3 separate regions of the Mus musculus genome follow, and regions 1 and 3 are each linked to region 2. A link is a contact called in public HiCAR-type and promoter capture Hi-C data. All regions are on one chromosome and are shown on one strand. Each heading gives the region's core, a stretch centred on a gene start, on an enhancer-like site or on the middle of the called end of the contact. The rest is flanking DNA. Distances are from core to core; before and after follow the strand shown. Region 1 holds the start of Cd24a (CD24a antigen). Region 2 holds the start of Prep (prolyl endopeptidase). Region 3 holds the start of Qrsl1 (glutaminyl-tRNA synthase (glutamine-hydrolyzing)-like 1).

Region 1 (3,507 bases), core at 413-2,912, 1.5 Mb after region 2:
ACGTGGCACCCAGCAAAGAATCTAGCCACACGTACTTTCGGCGGCCCCTTGATAAGCCCTCCCACATCAGCACCTTTTGTTCTACAGGCGTAAGGTCATTAACCAAATATTGACTGAAGAAATGTGCAAATTGTGTCCAAAGTAGATTAGCCACACCTGATCCAGTCAATTATACTTACTGGGTGCCTACTGTGTGTAAGAGAGCTTGTCCTATCGGGAAGTGGCATTCACACAAAAAGGAAAACATTAATATGCTAAGTTGTTTAAAACAGGGAGCCTGTCTTAGGGGTACCGGAAAGTAACCGCTCTTCATTTATACAAAGAGCTTTTAGTACAGCAGGTGACAAAAAAACTAAATAATAATAATAATGATGATGAAAAAGGAGCCCAATGTTCAGTCTGAGTCTAGAGGTCCTCTCTAACACCATCAACAAAATTTTACGTTAATTATTAAATTGGCATTAAACAGTTTTTCTCCACCAATCTCCCTTGATTTGTTTAACCAACACCTCCCTCTCAACATTTCGGGGGGGGGGGGCGCCCTGGGGAGAAGGGAATCTGAGTGAGACCAACCAGTTTCACGATGCCCAGCCCCTCCTAGATGGGGGATCGGGTGAACTGAGAAAGGCCCCGGGGCACAGTCAACCCGCAGCGAGAAGACAATGGGGTATAGTTACCCTGCCTGAGAAGGGGAAGACGAAGCGCGCCTCAAGCTCTTGGGCTGCTCTCCCAGGTGAGCCCGGACCCTGGATCTCTAGGGACCAAAAATCCGGCGCTCCCAACTTTTCAGGGGCAAAAAGCCCTAGGGACATCCCTAAGCGAACCAACCGCAGTGAAAAGCTACAGTCGGATTCTCTGAGTCCCGTCCCAGTCTCTCAGGCTCAGCTCCAGGTCTCATTCTGGGCGCGGCGCCTTCACCCTAACGCAGCTAGAGCAGCGCCACCCATGGCGTTGGGGGGCAAGATCTGTACCCGGGACAAATCTAAGAGAGGAAGCGTCTGTGGACTAGGACAAAGCCTGACGGAGAATCGGGACACTACAGTCCTGCCCTCCGTCTCTATAATGCCCGGGGATTCTAGGTTGGGATGGGGCTCCTAAGGTGGCCAGGGATGGAGGTGTGGGGTCGCACCGCGAGAGTTTGTGCAGTCGGGAGGTCCCTAACTAAGCTTCAAGACCTGTGGGAGATAAAGCCACAACCAGGGCTTCCTGGGTGATCTCCAAACCAGTTTGGACGGTGGAGGATGGGCGTGTGCCACGCTCCCCCGAAGGGGACCGTTCCCTCTCTTTGTGTGGTTCGCAGGGAGCGCGAAGACCTTCCGTGAGAAGGGAAGGGGGCGCTCTCTCGAGGGAATCCACACCACGAGTTCCCCAAGTCAGTTACACAAAATTCTCCCCCTACCCCAGTGCCTGGCCGGAGGCAAAGACTTTGCCCCTCCTACGCGCGCGCGAACACACACACACAAGCCCCAGGACGCGTCTCCAGTGCCCAATCGAGAACAGGGTCTCACCTGCGTGGGTAGGAGCAGTGCCAGAAGCAGCAACCCCAGCCCTAGCCTGGCCACCATCGCTCTGCCCATGTCCGCTCCGTCGGCGCGCGGCGCGACTCTCTAGATGTTCGGTAAGTGGAGATCTGCTAAGCTCGCGCGGGCGCAGGCAAGGTGGGGAGCGCGGCCGGCCGGCGGGACCTTATATACCGGGACAGCCACAATAGCCGTGACGTGCGGCGCCCGCCCACCCGTGCTCTCCTCCTCCCCCGCCGCCTCCCCGCCCCCACCCCCACCCTCCTGTGCGGCTCTCACGGCCCCTCCCCCGCCGCCTGCACCGGCCCGGGGTGACTTGGGATGTCCCGGGGCGGCCAGCGCGGCAGGTGGGCGGGCGCCCCGGGCTCTGGCACAGCTAGGGTTTCCCCGGGCAGGCTGCATGCACAGGCGCAGGCGACTCCCACACGGGACCTGGGGCGAGCACACGAACCACACACGCCGGCCGGCCCAAGTTTCCTTTGTTTCCCCGGCCCTGCCATCTTACCCCCCAACACGAAAAGTCGAAGCCGCGGGCGCCGCGCAGACTGCGCGGAGCTCAGGGCTGGTTTTTGTCAAGTGCCGGCTGCAAGGGGGAACGGGACAGGCTTGGCAGGTCCCCGGGCCGTGGTGCGCGGGGTTGGCGAGGAGGAGACCGGGCGTCGCCACGCACTGTCCCTTGGCGGCTGCACGGCAGGGATCGCCAGGATCCCGGGCCCCAGCCGTGAGTATGCTCGGCTGGGCGGCCGCCCCTGGCTGCTTGCTTTGTGTTTTGAGTTCCTCTAGTGCTGCATCAAGCATCGCGCACCCGGCCATACCCGGGAGCATCCAACCGGACCTAGGCAACAGCCAGCTGCGCTCGGCCACGGGGCGGGACATTGCGAGGGACTGGGTTTCGGTCCCAGTATTCTCCACGTTTCTGGGGACGTGCTTGTTCTGCCTCTGTGGCACAGTACTTGCTCAGCGTTCGAACGCTTTCTTATTCAAGCCATTTCCACCCATAGTTGCCTTTAAGTAATTTGACAAACCGATTCAGAAAGATTAGTCATCCGTCTGTACATTTTAGTGGAATCTTTCTTTCGACCTTCTTTTGTGAAAACTTCAAAGCAAACTTTAAAACAACTTAGTGGTAGAATATTTTCTAATCTTTAATCACAGGGTTTAGGACCTTCCTATTTAAAGTTTAGCCCACGTGTTTTACAGACCTTAAAGCAAAACAAAGCAAACCTAGCAACGGTGGAAATTTGTTTAAATTTCAATTTTTGCAGAACAGCCTCGTAAAAACAAAGTTTTATGGCAGCAAGCTGACAATGGACTCCACAGTCGTTGGTTTGTGGCTGCCTGAGCCTTACCAAGTCAGCCACAACCGCTCAGTAACTTTCCACGTGTGAGGTGTGCTTGGGCGCACAGGAATTTTTGTATAGCGCCAGTGAACTTTCTGTTTAACAGTTAGCACACTGTATAGAAAGGTCGTTCTGTGCCCAGCAACGGCGGCGCTCCTCTCCCAGGGTGGCGCAAGGACTGACTCAATAGCGCCTAACCCCAAGGGCGCCGTCTTCAGAGTTTCTTCAGGACAACAGGCTATGGGGCTACTCCTGGAGTTATTCCTGGCTTCCATTTGGTTTGGGGGTTTTGTTTTGTTTTGTGCCCTAGGCTTGTTTTTTCTGCCCCTCAGTTCTCCATTCTTGCCCCTCCTTCCTCCAACTTGATCTCTCTCCCCTCCCTCTCGGTATTAGTTTAAGGAAATGTGTTGGTGCCGTAGTTAACAACACAGCCTCTGGAGCCAGGTATCGGCCCAAATGCTATGAGACATTCTTTTTTTTTTTTTTTTTTTTTTTTTTTCTTTTTTACTTTGGACAAAAAGCTGGGGCTGCTTCTTCTGTAAAACGCAGGTGATGGTGACACTGTAACCGATGTGTTATTAAGCAATTAATGTACACCAGCTGTGATAGTGCATGCCTGGAAACCAAGCTCTAAGAAGGCACAGGCG
Region 2 (3,381 bases), core at 275-2,774:
AAATGGTAGTTATACACACACACACACACACACACACACACACAGGTATAATACATATTATTGGTAACATATATACATGTACATATGCTAACCTGAAAACCGAAAAGACACTCAAGACTCAGAGTCGGAACAGTTTCACATCTTTGTACCTGGCCCACGGCAGAGCTCGGCCATCTAGATGACAAGTCAAGGCCTGTCAGCCTTAATAGTCCATGTATAAAAGGGGGCCTCACACATGAACTCACAACAGGTAAGACTTGCCCAATGTCACCCAGGTAGTGAGGGCCACCAACAACAGCATTCAGGTTGTCTGGGAGTTAACCAGTCCCCTTGAAGATGAATTCAATGAGCAAGCAGTTAAACCAACTGAGAACATGGTTCCCAGGGGTCACCCATTAATGCAGCACAGATACTTGGACGTTCACTTGAAAAGGAGAAGGTCTTTAACACTGAGACTTTACCTCCATGTGTGATGTGCTGAGTTCAGAGTACATTTTCTGTCATGAACCAGATCAAAGTAAACAGGAAAAAAAATAGAATGGTATTATACAAAAATATTTTTACTTTGATTCTATTTTAAGTAACCTGAGAAACCAGGTTGTGACTACAGGAATTGGGGTCCTAATGTTTGGATTCAATCCACTTAAGTCCCAAACTACTTTTTACACACACACACACACACACACACACACACACACACACTTCTGAATTTCACTACCTGGGTCTCAAGTTACCTGCAGTTCACCTGCAGCTTAGGTAAACAGTTAACTCCCAGCGGGGAAAACTTTCCTTGCAAAAGGCCACCCCGTCTTAACTTCCTTTCTTAAGCGAACCTGACTGGCCCCAGCACACTGTGGGCCCACTGCTCCTTCCCCAACACTGCCTCCCTTATTTGCATCCCAGCAGCCAACGTCAGGCACCCGATTCGGGACAGCACAGCCTTAAAGCGCAATGAATGAGCTTCAACTCTAAGGACTTGCAAATTCCAAGTTCTCAAAGTTTGCTTTTGTTTTCAAATCTTACATCATTTTTCCCACGCACACACACCAGCATACACTTGGTGCTACCACCATATTTAAGCCAGACTGCTTCTCCTCTTAGAAGCACAGGGGTACGTTCTGGCTGCCCACTGGCCCCAGATGCCCATGCCTGCCCGGGGGGTCTGTCCTTGGGGCCGAGCGGCGTTGACCACGGGCGTGGACACGTGGGCCGAGGCCGCCCGCTAGGTTCAGGCTGGGAGGAGCCCCGCGACCCGGGCGGCTCCGCAAACAAAGGCCGGGGAGCGGCGCGGGGCGAGCGGGGGCTGCGGGAACCGAGCTGCGGGAGGCGCGGGTCGGGGGGCGCGGTGAGAGCGGGGTACTCACGGAGGTCTCGTCGCGGTACACGTCGGGGTACTGGAAGGACAGCATGGCCGGATCCGGGCGCGGGCTGAAGGGGGGAAGTGCGGGCGAGGCTGGGCGCGGACTGCGGCGGAGGGCGGCGTGCGAGCGGGCGAGCGGACAGCCGGCGTGCACGGGCGGACTCACGGTGGGGCAGTGCGCCAAGCAGGAAGACGCTGTCGGCAAGGCCGGGAGCCCCTCCCCGGCGGGCGGGCCCAAGCGGCGACAAGAGGGAGCGGAGTCGCCGCGCGGGCGCCGGAACGGGCGCACAGCTCCCTCTGCAGGAGCACCAGCCGCGCCCGGGCGCACGGAGGAGCACGCTGGCGACGCCGCGCCACGCCGCTCGGCGACCGGCCTCCCGCAGCCCCGCGCTACGCCGCCTCCCCTCCTTCGCGCCCAGGAAGGAAAACTTTGCCTCTTCCCTGACCTAGGCCGGCTTTCCCCAACCCGCCCGTCCGCCTGCCTGCCACCAGCCACTCTGTATATGGAAGAAGAAATGCTTCAAGGTGATCGTGAAGGAAGTACAGCTTCCTCCCTTAACCCTTGATGGACACGGACTGCTCGGCCTCCAGGCTGAAGAGGTTCTTCAGAGGTGTTGCCAAGACAATGGATGATCCCTTGTTGGAGATTTACTGACTGATGGGGAGCGAGGTGAGAGAACTTATGGTAACCTAGGGTCCTTGTCTGACCCTATGGCTCCTCCCTTCTGCTTCGGGTTTTGTATTTTGAGCAACACTGTTCCTGAGTTGTAAAGAGACAAGATACCTCCTGCCTGATCTCAAACCCATCATGAAGACTGACTGACTACACTTCTCTATCCATGGGCCTCCTTTGTAGACCACCCAGAAGAGGCATTGTAGCCCCAATTTTCAATGTGTATAATGTGTCCTTGCCTTCCTACTTGCCATGGGAAAGATAGGGCCATCAGTAAAAGTCTGCATTATAAGAGAATTCTCACTGTTGGTTTCTAACTATTAAGGCTCATGTTGCAGGCTAGCACTACTGAACCCAGTCGCCAGGGGCTGCCAGGAGGTCTAGCTCCTGCCATCTCTGTGTGCAGTGCGTCATAAAGATAATCCCAAGGACACTTGACTCAGAGAATCCCCAGATAAGCGTTGATGCCTCCTTAAATGTTGATTTGAAAACTGTTATTGTCCCAGTTTTACAGTTGAGATAAACTGGAACTTTGTTTTGCTCAGTTTCACAAATAGTAGGGGTGGAGAAGAAAAGAGAGCCAGGATTCAGTCCCTGAAGGCTAACATTTCATTTCTACCTGTCCGACGTCTTCCCCCTCAGAAGGCACATAGAGATGCAGTTTGTTTGTAGTTTACAAGGGCATCCTTTTTAGCAAGAGAAACTTGAGTTTGACTACTTATGCTAGAAAGACTGACAAGTGTAGCAGCAGCTCATTATTATTATTATCATTATTATCATTGTCCCTGTTGCTGTGATTAAAAAAAAAAAAAAAAACTCTGACTAAGAAAACAAACACAGGGAGGAAAGGATTTGTTTTTGCTTACAGGTCAACATAACTCATTTGTTCTACAGCCCAAGTCTACCTGCTCATGGATGGTACTTCCTAGAGGGCTAGGCCTTCCTATATCAAATAGCAATCAAGAAAATGCCCCGCAGACATGCCCAAAGCAGATCTGCTAGCGGCAACTCTTCCATTATTCCTTCTCCCCCAGTGGGTGTGTGGAACTCACAAGCCATGACAATACTCAGGGAGGAATGGAGCCTCTGATACCATTCACTTTCTCTCCTTAGGGTCAACCACGTGTCCAGCTCCTTGGACCTCGACAGCTGAAAACCTGCACTCCCTGGTTGTATACCCTTCATGTTTTCCAGGTTCTAGATCTGTGCTGTCCCTTTAATCCCGTAACAAACTCTATTTAACAGATACAGAAAAATCTCAGCCACCTTAAAGCGCCTAAGTCACCCAACACTAAGACAGAACCAAGGCTCCCTTACTTCAGTTGGTCCTAAAGTCCACCTCCCTGTT
Region 3 (3,165 bases), core at 94-2,593, 1.2 Mb after region 2:
GTAGATATCACTTCTCGGTCCCAACTCATATGTGAAAGGAAACAAACACATTTAATAAAAGATTAAAGTATACCTTAGCAGTTGTGACAACAAAACGTCGTAAATATTTGCAGGGATAGTATCAGAAACCAGATGGCTCTGCCTATAGTGGTGCTTGCTACCAAGCCTGGTGGTCAGTTTAATGCCCGGAGCCTACCTGGTAGAAGGAAGAAACTCACTCCCACAAGATGTCCTTTGACCTCCACTTGGGCCCTGTTCCACACACCCAAACACAAAATAAATACATGTAATAAGAAACCTAAATGACTCCCTCACGCCAACCTAAATGTAGTCTATTAACTAGGTGTGGTCTACACCTGCTAAATCCCAGGCCTGGAGAGGCAGAGCAGGAGGGCGGCAGAGTGGAGACTAGTCAGTGGTATACAATGAATTGGAGGCCAGCCTGGGCTAGACAACGACCCCTTGTTTCAAAAGAAAAACAACAAAACACCTGTGTGCCCAGTGAATTTTGATTTAAAACCAAACAAACCCGGACAACTTACTTCTCATATTAACATCTATAGGATTTACACTGGCAGCGTGGACTTTGATAATGACTTCATTTGGATAGTGTATGATAGGTAACATCATGTTCTGGGTGAATCGAAGGACTTCATTCTTTCCATATTTATCTATCACCCAAGCGGGCATGACAGTGCTCCTCGCAGACGTAGTACTAATGCCTCTAAATGGTGGCTTTGGGATAACTGTCCTTCTCCAGAAGCAGGCGGCGGCACAAGCACTTCTTCTAAGTACACAGGTCTTCAAAACGCCCATCCTGAGCAGGGATGGAGAACGTTTCCTCGAAAAAAAGAAAAGAAAAAAAGAAAAAGAAAAAAGAAAGGAGGAGCGGGGGTGGGGGGTGCGACGGTGGAGAGAAAGGACCTGAAGCAGGTCAAACTAACACATTTCAATTCAGCCAAAATCTGCCAAACCCACAGGTCAATTAAGCGAGGGGGAGCTTTCAGAAGCAAACTCAACCTAAAGCCGCGACGGAATTAAAATAGAATTGCTACTGTGCTCCCCACGTCAGAAATGTCCCAGTTGGCGTCCAGTCAGTACACTGGCCATTCCTTCCTTACGCTCTCCTTCCCCTTAAGGAAAAAAAAGCAAGCAAGCAGGGAGTCCTCAGAGGGACAAGCAAACAAGGCTAGCAATTCCTAGGTCAGGCGGATTCCTGACACGACCCCGGCCGCGGTCTCCTTGCCTGTCCGCGCGCCTCCGGTCGCCGGCGCGCGAGCCAATCGTGTGCAGAGATCATTTCCGCCGCCCGGAACTCGACCAATCCAGGCGCTCGTTGTTAAAGAGGAGCCAAGATGTCTGCGCCCATGTAACGCCGGTGGCAGAGATTGACTCCTTCCTCTGTTCCGGGACCCGGTGCTACCGGCTGACTCCGAGGGCTATGCTGGGCCGGACTCTCCGAGAAGTGAGTGGACATGGCCAGGAGGGGACCAGGGAGGGCTGAGACACTGGAGGACTCGGAAGTTCAAGGTCGCCCCGGGTCACGCCGCACGGCACGCCCCCCCCCCCCGACCGCCTACATTCCTGAGTGGGAAGTGGGATTCGAACCTAAGCTCTTACCGTACACGCTGAGTCAATCCCCTAGAGTCAGAACGTCAAAAAGTTTGAACCCCTGAGCCGTGGAGTGGAACGACAGTCAACCCGCGCGATTAGGGAGAGGTTTCTCAGACAAGCCATCTCAGTCCCGTCGCTGCTGTGCTCGCTTAGGGACGGGGCGGTTTTGTAGCATGCACATTTGAAACAAACAAAAAAATTGGTGGCTTAAAAAAAAAAACAAAAAAAAACTAGGATTTCTACCACATCGTGTTTGAACATCTACTTAAGCTGTAGGTCGCAACCACAAATGTAGGAGAAAATGTGACAGCAGTTTTGAAAGGGAAGGAGGAGTGTTCCTGAGACAGTGGGCAAAGTTAATTCAAAAATCAAACTGTGAGTTGTGAGTTCAAGGTGTTTCTGACCGCACCCAGCGGTGCTTCCTCACGACTCTCTGCAGCAGGGTATGTGTGCACTGCCCAGCAAATGCTGCCGGAAACATCTCAACTCAGAATCGAGAGTATTGTTTATTAAGATTTAACATATGAGCAACTTTTCTAAACTTGTAGAAACATAATTATTTAATTTCAGAAAGCAAAACCTTTTAATATTTTACTAAATCGTTTTTCAGCTTGTCATACCCTAAGTGTGAAATGCGTGCATCTTTGGGATTTGTTGCTTTAAGGTGCTTGATTCTAAAAATGGCTGAGTTATTGACTTGAGTCTCATTCAAAAATCACTAAATAAGTTTTGATGTGAGATTATTCAGCTTTTTCCCAATATGGCGCTAAACATGCTCCTACAATTTTGTACAACATATTTATGCAAAGTGGTGTTCTCAGCACTGATATATCAAATCAAAATATTGGTAAACTGAAAAAAAATGAAAAACGTTGAGGAAACCTACAGCCAGGATTTAATTCTTTATTTAAAAATAAGCAAGTCTATGCATTTATTGGTATGCAGGTTTACTTTCATCTTTAATAGTAGAATTATGTACACCAAATAATTTTGTAAATATCTATATTTATTTATTTATTTATCTATTGTATATGGGTCTTTTGACTGCATGTATGTCTGCACACCAGAAGAGTGTATCAGATCCCATGTCACTACAGTCTTAAGTGGTTGAGAGCTGCCTTATGGGTGCTGGGATTTGAACTCAGGGCCTGTGGAAGAGCAGCCAGTGCTCTTAGCTGCTGAGGCACTACTCTAGACTCCATAGAATGGTTCTAAAATCAAATCCTTTATGATTTAGCAATTAATGCCTTGTATACCTACTTTGTATCTCAGTATACCTGTGCTTTGCAAAGCTTGTCTAGCACAAAAGGATTGTGAGTAGAAAAAGCTTCAGAAGCCCTGCCCAGGCTCGTATCTGTGAGGGCCTTCTGGAGGGCTCTTCCAAATGCCCAGAACACTCTAAACAAAGCAGAGGTGTCATTGCCCAAGCCAGAACAAAACCGGGAAGCACACCGTTACCCGTGGGTCTGTACACTGCCCTTCACTCTCCCTGTCCATCAACTCACTAAGCCCTCTAGTCTGTTCTCTTGAGATACCGTCCCACCTTAAGTC

The links. HiCAR-type assays count read pairs that join an accessible place to other places. Capture Hi-C pulls out chosen DNA fragments and counts their contacts.
Region 1: a contact with region 2 is called in a HiCAR-type map of astrocytes, with 6 times the contacts expected there. The contact joins the promoter of Cd24a here to the promoter of Prep in region 2. A contact is called at or near these places in 1 of 484 Hi-C or Micro-C datasets (embryonic stem cells) and 3 of 115 datasets of contacts at active chromatin or transcription factors (astrocytes, embryonic hindbrain and large pre-B cells).
Region 3: a contact with region 2 is called in a promoter capture Hi-C map of adipose tissue, with 4 times the contacts expected there. The contact joins the promoter of Qrsl1 here to the promoter of Prep in region 2. A contact is called at or near these places in 1 of 484 Hi-C or Micro-C datasets (uterus), 1 of 115 datasets of contacts at active chromatin or transcription factors (embryonic stem cells) and 2 of 9 other capture datasets (adipose tissue and liver).

The regions. Positions count from the first base shown.
Region 1 is chr10:43,577,324-43,580,830 of GRCm38.p6, reverse strand. Cd24a (CD24a antigen) reads right to left here and starts at 1,662. Exons shown (of 2, transcript NM_009846.2): 1 at 1,509-1,662. The coding sequence starts at 1,577.
Region 2 is chr10:45,065,359-45,068,739 of GRCm38.p6, reverse strand. Prep (prolyl endopeptidase) reads right to left here and starts at 1,524. Exons shown (of 15, transcript NM_011156.3): 1 at 1,365-1,524. The coding sequence starts at 1,409. It also overlaps 2310075K07Rik.
Region 3 is chr10:43,899,914-43,903,078 of GRCm38.p6, reverse strand. It overlaps Qrsl1 (glutaminyl-tRNA synthase (glutamine-hydrolyzing)-like 1), which reads left to right and starts at 1,343. Exons shown (of 11, transcript NM_001081054.2): 1 at 1,343-1,465. The coding sequence starts at 1,442. It overlaps Rtn4ip1 (reticulon 4 interacting protein 1), which reads right to left and starts at 1,272. Exons shown (of 9, transcript NM_130892.5): 1 at 543-1,272. The coding sequence starts at 816.